2 separate regions of the Pan troglodytes genome follow, and region 2 is linked to region 1. The links are chromatin contacts, called in public capture Hi-C maps. All regions are on one chromosome and are shown on one strand. The core of a region is the stretch at or near the end of the contact, and the rest is flanking DNA. Distances in the headings are between cores, read along the strand shown.

Region 1 (3,973 bases), core at 392-2,891:
CTCATTTTATCAGCAGGGATAAGATGTGATCTCTTTTTCTTTGTGATCTGTACCCTGCAAAACCAGCCCTCCCCAACTCCTATCTCAAACCCACAATGAAGCCCATGTCAGAAGCACCAGGGGTAGAAAACAGAAGGTGGGGAGAGAGAGGGGGAGGAAGAGAGGAAGCAAGAGAGAGAGGAAGGGAGAGAGAGAAATGAGGAGAAGGCCAAGAAAGAGAGAAGGTGCAAGAAACAGTGAAACGCAGGACGTTATTTTTAAGATGGGATATCGTCACCAAATCCAAGCACATGAACCAGCCTTCCTTTCCTGCACTGCCCCCATCTCCCCTTTTCAGAATGTTCTGGTCAAGTCTAAGAACAGGGCCTAGAAATCACAGCTTCTGAATTTGAGGCTCAGGGGCAGGAGCAGATGCAAGACCCAGCAGCCCTGCAGAAGGCCCCAGTCCCTGACGCCCCATGCCACCACCCAGAGTGGCCTGCCATCACCCATTGTCCATGTGAGCCCAGAGCTAGCTCCAGCCAGGCGGGCGACTGCAGTCCCCTCTCATCTCTGGGCGGGCCCCTGGCAGGTCACCTCCACGTAGCACAGCCCTTCAGAGGGCCCAAAGCAGGAAGGCAGGAGGCCCTACTGCCCACTTTCTTCAGGGGACAGAAGGACAGCGGGGTCACCTCCTGGATCCTGGCTCCCAACTAGCCACCTTGTTCTGCAAAGCTGCCTACGTGCTCTCTCTCTCTCTTTCTGTCTCAGAAAAGACACAGCTGATGGAACCATCATGAAAATGTTTCAGGGCACCCTGAGAGGCAGAACTTGATTTCTTTTAAGCAAGAGAATTTGTGTTTAAAAGACTCCAGCCACTTCTATTTCTAGCAGACGAGACAGTGAGTCTTCCTGAGACAGACGCCAGCATGGCCCCTTTCAGTGAGTGAGAGGAAAGGCAAGTCAGGACTCCTCTTCTTCTGTCGGAGCCAGACCCTCCACTCCCCACTGAGATTGCTAGGGAGGGGTGGACAAGTGATTGTAATGGGGCCAAGAAGCCTTCCAGAAGAAAGGGCTCCTGGCTCCTTCCCAGATGAGCGCTACTGAAGCATCTCTAACTGCCGGAATGCTGTGATCCCAGACAGGCCAGACTGTGGGACTTGGGTGAGCCCCATCACAGGGGCCATGACACTGGGAACCCAGGCCATGGAGGGGTGACATCCTCCACTTCAAGGGGCAGAGCAGACCTGTGAGGGGCAGCCCCTGGGACAAGCGAGTCTTGGTGAAAAAGGGAGAGGAGAAAGGTTTGTCGTGATGAAATGGGGCTCAGAATTATATCGCATAAAGTATTAAGAGAGGCATGACCTTATGTCGCCCCCGAGCTGGTGGGACACATGACTGAGAGCACGTGTCTCTTAGAGCATCTGGCTCTGCTGTCAGAGCCAGAGGGCTTCAGCAATCGGGGGTGTCTCCTCCTATGACAAGAAGCAGGTCCAGGCGCTGGAGTGGTCGGAACTGTTCATTCTCTCTTCCCTGCAGTGCCTCCTCCACCTACTCCTTGTCAGAGCCACAGTGGAGGAGGTCTGAGAACACAGATCTGTCCTGGTCTTGCCCTTCTGCCTCTTAAACAAACGGTTTTTTCACTTTTATCCTGCGGACCCACGGTGTTAAGGAAATCCTAACGCGCCCCCTGCCGGAGACACGGAGATCTCTTTAGAGGTGCATTCTGAGAAACAGTTTGAAAAACGCCCGTGATAGTTGCTTGTGTTCTTGGCATTTGCAATTGCTGTCACTTGCCATGTTTGCTGAAAAATTAAAAGTTCTGATGCTGTTTTCTGCTCAAACCCAAAACCTATGGTTGGAGTGCTCTGTCACAATTCAATTAAATTCTACAAATACTTTTTAGCATCTAGTACGTGCCAAGCCCGGTATCTGCTCTGGGAAACACAATGACTAGATGCTGAAAATGCATAGAGCGCTTTGGTTTTGCTCACGACATTTAAGCTGAAGTTCATGTTTTATCTCCCTCTGCAACCCAATTTTTTTTTTTTTTTTGACAGAGTCTCACTCTGCTGCCCAGGCTGGAGTGCAGTGGTGCGATCTCGACTCACTGCAACCTCCGCCTTCCGGGTTCAAGCCATTCTCCTGCCTCAGCCTCCCAAGTAGCTGGGATTATAGCCACCCACCACAACACCTGGCTAATTTTTTTTGTATTTTCAGTAGAGATGGGGTTTCACCATGTTGGCCAGGCTGGTCTTGAACTCCTGACCTCAGGTGATTCACCCGCCTCGGCCTCCCAAAGTGCTGGGATTACAGGCGTGAGCCACTGTGCCCAGCCTGGAACCCACTTCTTTATAAAGAAAATAAATAGCCATTATTAGCCTATTAAATTTCTTAATCTGTTACTTTGGGGCTTTCCTTCTAATTTTGAAAAGCTACGGTTCCTAAATAATGTAGCCATTTCCCCCATTACAACTGAAAAGCAAGAAATCCTTACATCTTTCTATCATTTGTTTTCATATATTAAAACCCCCCAGACTTCAGATTTCACCCTCTTGGCTTCACCCCCTTTCAAAGCTCTCGCTTTGGTCTTTATCAGCTTGCAGCTAAAAGCTTGGCTATCTCTTCAAGAGGGACAACTGTCTGGGACCATTACCAAATGTTCCAGTTTGCCTCTTCAGTCTTCCTGGTGCCCATCTCTGTTGCTGCCTTTCTTCCCATGAATCAGAAGCAAACAGATTACAATCACAAAAGGCCGTCTGTTCCTTATAATATAAATTTCCCGGTAACAAATTTTCCCCAATTAGATGTGTCTGAGTTCATCTTGTTATGGTCTTGCTTGCTTTTTATTTTCACCTTTAGGAGAAGATGCCTTTCTGGTTTGCTCCCCTGTCTCCAGATAGCTACCTTCCATGCAAACAACCAGTATTTCTGCACCTTAATTATCCCTGGCAACATGCCAAGACATAAATTACTCCTGTAAGCACGGTCCCTGTGACAGATTCCTAACAGAGTTTGTATCCCTTTGACACAAAATACTTTTTAAAAAGGATTTCTTAGCTTAATATTAACTCAGGTTCAAGAAATAATGCAACTTATGTCAGTATTTTTTTCAAAACCTGAATAGACAAATGATTGGAACCAAAGAATATACAACAAAAGCCATCTAAGCAACGTCCACATCCTCAGGAGCTGGATGTGTGATGCTCTTTCTGGACCAGTCCAAATGCCAATTTGAAATTAGTTACCAAACTTTAAATTGCTAAGTGTAAACGTATCGTCTGGGGAGCTTTAAACATTTATCTATGCCAGAGTCCCACCCCAGGGCAATTCAGTGAGAGTTTCTGGGCAGGGGGTTTCAGCCATCCATTGACCAATCTTCTCTCTATGTCTCTCCCTCTACCTATCTCTATTTTAATTTTGTCTCCGCCCCTTTGAACAGATGGTTGTCTTTTCCCATGTATATCCTGACTCCACAATTGGACTGTAAATTTCCTCTTTAGAGTCTCGATACCAATCCCAGCATCCAGAATAGGCAGACCCCTCAATAAATGTGAGAATGATGAGTAGTCTCAGAATTATTTCAGAAGTCTTATCCACCTCAGATATATACAAAAAGTGAATCTTTTGGTCCTTGGGGTTGAATAGCACTGTTGAATGGTTACAATTGAGCTCAGCCGGAAGTGGACGTTCTAAAGCTGGATGGTGATGTCCCATTATCTGCACCACTGGCCCCCTCTGCTGGCACTTTTTCCGATTGTCCATAGAAAAAGCAAGTCACAAGCAAAGCAAGACTTGGCCCTTCAAGGTGTGGCCAGCCTCCAAGTGTCCTCGGTAGGAAGACATCACACCTGGGTCTTAGGGGAAAATAAATCAGGCTTTGAAACATGAGCTGCCAGATGAAAAGAAAAGTTCTGGTCTTACTGAGTCCTTGAGAGGGGCCAGAGGCATAAGAAGTAAACCAAGGGAGCCCTGTGAAGGTCTTCCTTTCTCT
Region 2 (3,973 bases), core at 612-3,111, 140 kb before region 1:
TGGGGGAGTGAGGGGGCTCAGGGTGGTCTGGGATGCTCTTTCTCTTGGCTGTCATTACACAGGGATTTGTTTATTATTACCCTATATGATTTAGAATTACACATTCATACTTCATGCAAGCTTTATACGTGTTTTATATTTTACACCAAAAAACATTAAGAAGGAAAGAAAGCCGAATGACAGAGAAAGAGAAAACCCCTGAGGGTGATGGCAGCTGTTTTGCTCAGTCAGTGGATTTGAACTCATGAGTGTCTAGACTGGCATGGGCTCCCCACAATCACCACCCTCTTCTCTTACATCACGGCACAGGCCACTTCCTAACATATGCTACCTGCAGCCTCTGGCTGAGATGATCTTGAAGGATTCTTTGAGCTCCCCCTAATCCTTGATTCCAAAGAGGCTGGTGGTTGAGGGCTCAGGGTTCCCCCTTCCCTGGCCCCCACTGGCCTCGGTGTTCCTGCTGACTGGGCAGCAGGGCCAGTCTGGCGTGGGACCACCCCTGTCCACCCGGCTTCCTGTGCCCAGGTGGTTTCCAGCCTGGACAGGGAGGACTGTGTGGACAGCCCCCATGTCAACTCCCGGGCAGGGCCTGAATTCGGAGGGACACAAGCCCGGAAGCTGCTGGTTCTCCTGGCAGTCACCCCTTCCCCTCTCACTCCAGGGCCAGGCCTCTGGAGGGGCCTTCCCGGGAGGAGCAGGGCAAGGAAGGCAGGCAAAGCCACCAAACCTACCTTTGTTGGTTTCACTCTCTCTGATAAGAAAGGAGCCGGCCTTGTTGATTGGAGCAAGAAGCTGCCTCTCAGCCTCCTTCCGACCCAGTGATCTAAAGAACCACCTGGAAAATGGCAGGAACAGGTGAAACTCAGAGCGACCCTGCTCCTCGGAGTATTCCCACACAGCCTCCCTCCTGCACTGCCTGTCCCCAAGAAAGAAAAATCTAGCATTTCTGCTCCCAGTCGGCCCTGAGCTGCTGCTCCTCACACCGTGATGGAGTCAGTGCCCTCTGCCCCGCTGCCCTTCCAGTTCCGCTTCCTGTCAGCCCTGGACTCACTGTTTTCCTAAAATGAAACAAGAACACTAGTTGGTTGACCTTTGTTAATTTTGCTTTGGAAAAATGCCCCTGATCACACTCTCCAAAGCACAGCTGCGTATCACAGGCACGTGCCTCCTCCTTGCAGTCTGAGATCTGAATTAGGCAAACTGCCGAGACTCTCTGAGCAGGGACACCAGTATGTCCCCTTCAGTATGGGGTTGTTCTGTGCAGGACAGCCCCACGGTTCCCCACACTGTTCCAGGGAAAGAAGCGGGGCCCACAGTGCCCAGAGAAGACTCGTTCCTGGGCCTCAGTCCTCAGGCAGAGCTAGTCCCTGTGAGCAGATTCGTGGGGGCTCTGGCTGGCCGAGTCCGAAATTCCCAGTGCCAATGGGGACATGGGGGAAGATGGGGGCTGGGGGATTAGAAGATTGGGATCTTGCTTTCGTGTTCATCAGTTCTGAACAAGGCCACCCTCCTGGGAGCCCCCGAGGGCTGAGCCCTGAGTCCTGCCCATGGAGGCTGTAGGGGACGGGTTGCTGGTCATAGTGCCTGCCCGGTAGCCTTCGAGGCCATCAGACACTGGGGCCGGTTCCATCCAGGGAAGCCAGGAGAAGGACCGCTCTTGTTTAGCTGGGAAGAGCGGCTTGCTCAGTGTCACACAGCAGTCTGAATGTTGTCTGGAGCCAGCAGAGAGGCCTTTTGCAGCAGAGCTCATTTCCTGTCCCCTCTTTGCCAGTGCCTGCAGGCTCCCTGGTCAGTCCCATTCTGGCCCTGCCCTGCCTAACAGCCCAGGGAGCAGAAACAGTGACTGCATCTTGGCTCGAGGGGGGTTCCCGTGCCCACCTACCTTTCCATTTCCAGGCTCTCCACTCGGGCCACAAAGTTGCTGGGCACATAGCCTTCTCTTCCTGTGACGAGTGACCTGGCCAGCCACCAGTCTCCAGTTCTAATGGGAGCAGGGGAAACAGAGATGAGATCATGGCCCCTGTAGGCCCGTCACTGGGCAGCTCTCAGGCCTCCACAAAGTCATCTCTCCCTGGAGGGCAGAGAATCCGCAGGGGTAGACAGTACGGCAGGCAGGAAGGGGCTTGTGCCCACTGCTCAGTGGTACAGTGGCTATCTGGGCAAGTTCTAGGGGGAAGAGCTTATCTACACAGCCTGACCAGCCAAGAGGGCACAAGGATCCAGCCAGCAGCCTTCCTCTTGATGAATGGGACGTGTTCAGAGCTTGGTGAGTGACTGGGGACAGGCTTGAGAAAAACACGGTTGGCGTGGACTGTATAGAATCAGCAGTCAGGACTTTCATGAGCTTGGCTCAAGGCCTTTGGAGAACTTCAAGAACCAAATCAGACCCTCAGAGCTCCACAGGACAAGCCTGGCCACTGAGAGGGATCTGACCTAGAAGGAGTTTCTGAGAAGGACATGGGAAATGAGCTAAAGCGGGATTGGTGTGTGTCATCAGTGTGGGCTCCTGTCTTGAAAAGGAGACAAATATGGACACAACTGGCTTAAATGCAAGGCTGTCATGGAACAGCCAGACCAGCATGCATAAAGGACAAGGTCCACATGCCCAAAAGAGTCAGGAGGGCTGCATGGAGGTGGTGGCATGGAACGTGGACTTTGAAGGTTGTGAATGGAAATTACTTCACCAGAAAGATTTTGGAGAGGAAGATAAAAGGGCCAAGTTCAAGAAAATGCTGGGGTCAGGGCTGGGGGCAGGGCAATGGAGAAGACTTCCAGGGTCAGCCATGGAGGATGTGGTGGGTGGAGAAAGGAGAGATGTGGGGGAGGGGGGTCCTGCAGGGACAGGGGATGGTGTCCTGGAACCTCACCCCTTCAGGACCTGTAGCTTCTCCCCCTTCAGCATCTGCAGGTCCCGATCATTCATAGCGGTGTAGTCATACAGAGCCACCACAAAATGCTTGTCTGAAATGAACAAGGGAGAGATGACCACCACTCAGGCCCACAAGCGGGAAGGTGGGGCTGGGGTTAGCCTGGCTACCAAGGAGGACAGGCTTCTGCTTGCCCATGATGGAAATGATGTTCTCACCCAGCACAGGCCCCCACTCCCAGCCCTGTGACCCCACCAGGGATGGGCTGCCCCCCAGAGCCCATCCTGTCCTCCTTTGTGGACCCACTAAGAAGCCCTATGACCTGGACAAGGCGTGTGTGAGGAAGCTGATGGCCAGAGGTCAGCCACAGGGAGGCAGCCACTGCCGGGCTGCTGGTGGCCTCAGGCCCACATTCGGACATAGTGCTGGGAGCCCTCATCTTCTTATTCTACACCTGACCTCGGAGGCCCATAAGTCTCCTCTTATCCTTTTCCTCCTCTGCCCCGCCTGCCTCTATCCCCAATAGGGGTGGTCTTGCCACGTGGCAGCTGGAGCCCTGGCCTCTCCACTCTCTGTGCCCAGAGCCCCAGCCACACTGTCTGTGGCTGCCAGTGACCCTGCCGGGCCCCCCACCTTGCTGGCGGACCCTGGATGGAAGGCAGGAAGAGGGCTCAGGAGCTTGAGCACCATCTTCAAGTGAGCCCTGCTGTGACGCAGGCTCTCTGCACAGCTCTGGGAGCCACAGGACCCACCTGATGAAGGTCACCTGGAGAGCACTTAGCTTCCCCGGGTGGGGTGGCTCCGCTCTGTCACTGAGCTGAGTGTTGTGACCTTGGGCTGGTCACCTCTTCTCAGCAGGAAAGCAAGGGTCAGAATGGGTGACAGTGGTTCCCTGAAGTTTTAAGATTCAGGTTCTGCTCACAAGTGTGACAGATTCTGAGCTTTTCCAGGGAAGGGGTCGCATCTACCTGTTGTCACCCCTTCGCCATTCCTTGGACAGAGCTGGGCTCTGTGTGCTGAATGCCCAGTACACATGATATGAGCAGGTTAATGGGTGGGGCCTGGCTGGCCGAGGCATCCCTTCCCCATGCTGTGTGGACATGGAT

Evidence for each region. Capture Hi-C pulls out chosen DNA fragments and counts their contacts.
Region 2: a capture Hi-C map of stem cell-derived neural stem cells shows a contact between it and region 1, with 8 times the contacts expected there. The contact joins two enhancer-like sites. A contact is called at or near these places in 5 of 7 Hi-C or Micro-C datasets (blood, induced pluripotent stem cells, a lymphoblastoid cell line and 1 more), 1 of 1 datasets of contacts at active chromatin or transcription factors (stem cell-derived excitatory neurons) and 1 of 1 other capture datasets (stem cell-derived neural stem cells).

Annotation. Positions count from the first base shown.
Region 1 is chr7:17,401,754-17,405,726 of NHGRI_mPanTro3-v2.0_pri, reverse strand. All of the region lies in intron 2 of LOC134810656 (a long non-coding RNA gene), which reads right to left. Among named protein-coding and RNA genes, the nearest start is that of FAM167A, 56 kb to the left of the region's middle. Within about 2 kb of position 1,641, at least 8 of the 24 cell types and tissues checked have an H3K27ac peak or open chromatin away from gene starts, as enhancers often do. A contact at or near this core is called in stem cell-derived neural stem cells, where this site is marked.
Region 2 is chr7:17,540,254-17,544,226 of NHGRI_mPanTro3-v2.0_pri, reverse strand. It overlaps BLK (BLK proto-oncogene, Src family tyrosine kinase), which reads right to left. Exons shown (of 13, transcript XM_016959096.4): 4 at 2,868-2,961; 5 at 1,883-1,981; 6 at 732-835. Among named protein-coding and RNA genes, the nearest start is that of BLK, 56 kb to the right of the region's middle. Within about 2 kb of position 1,861, at least 1 of the 24 cell types and tissues checked has an H3K27ac peak or open chromatin away from gene starts, as enhancers often do. A contact at or near this core is called in stem cell-derived neural stem cells, where this site is marked.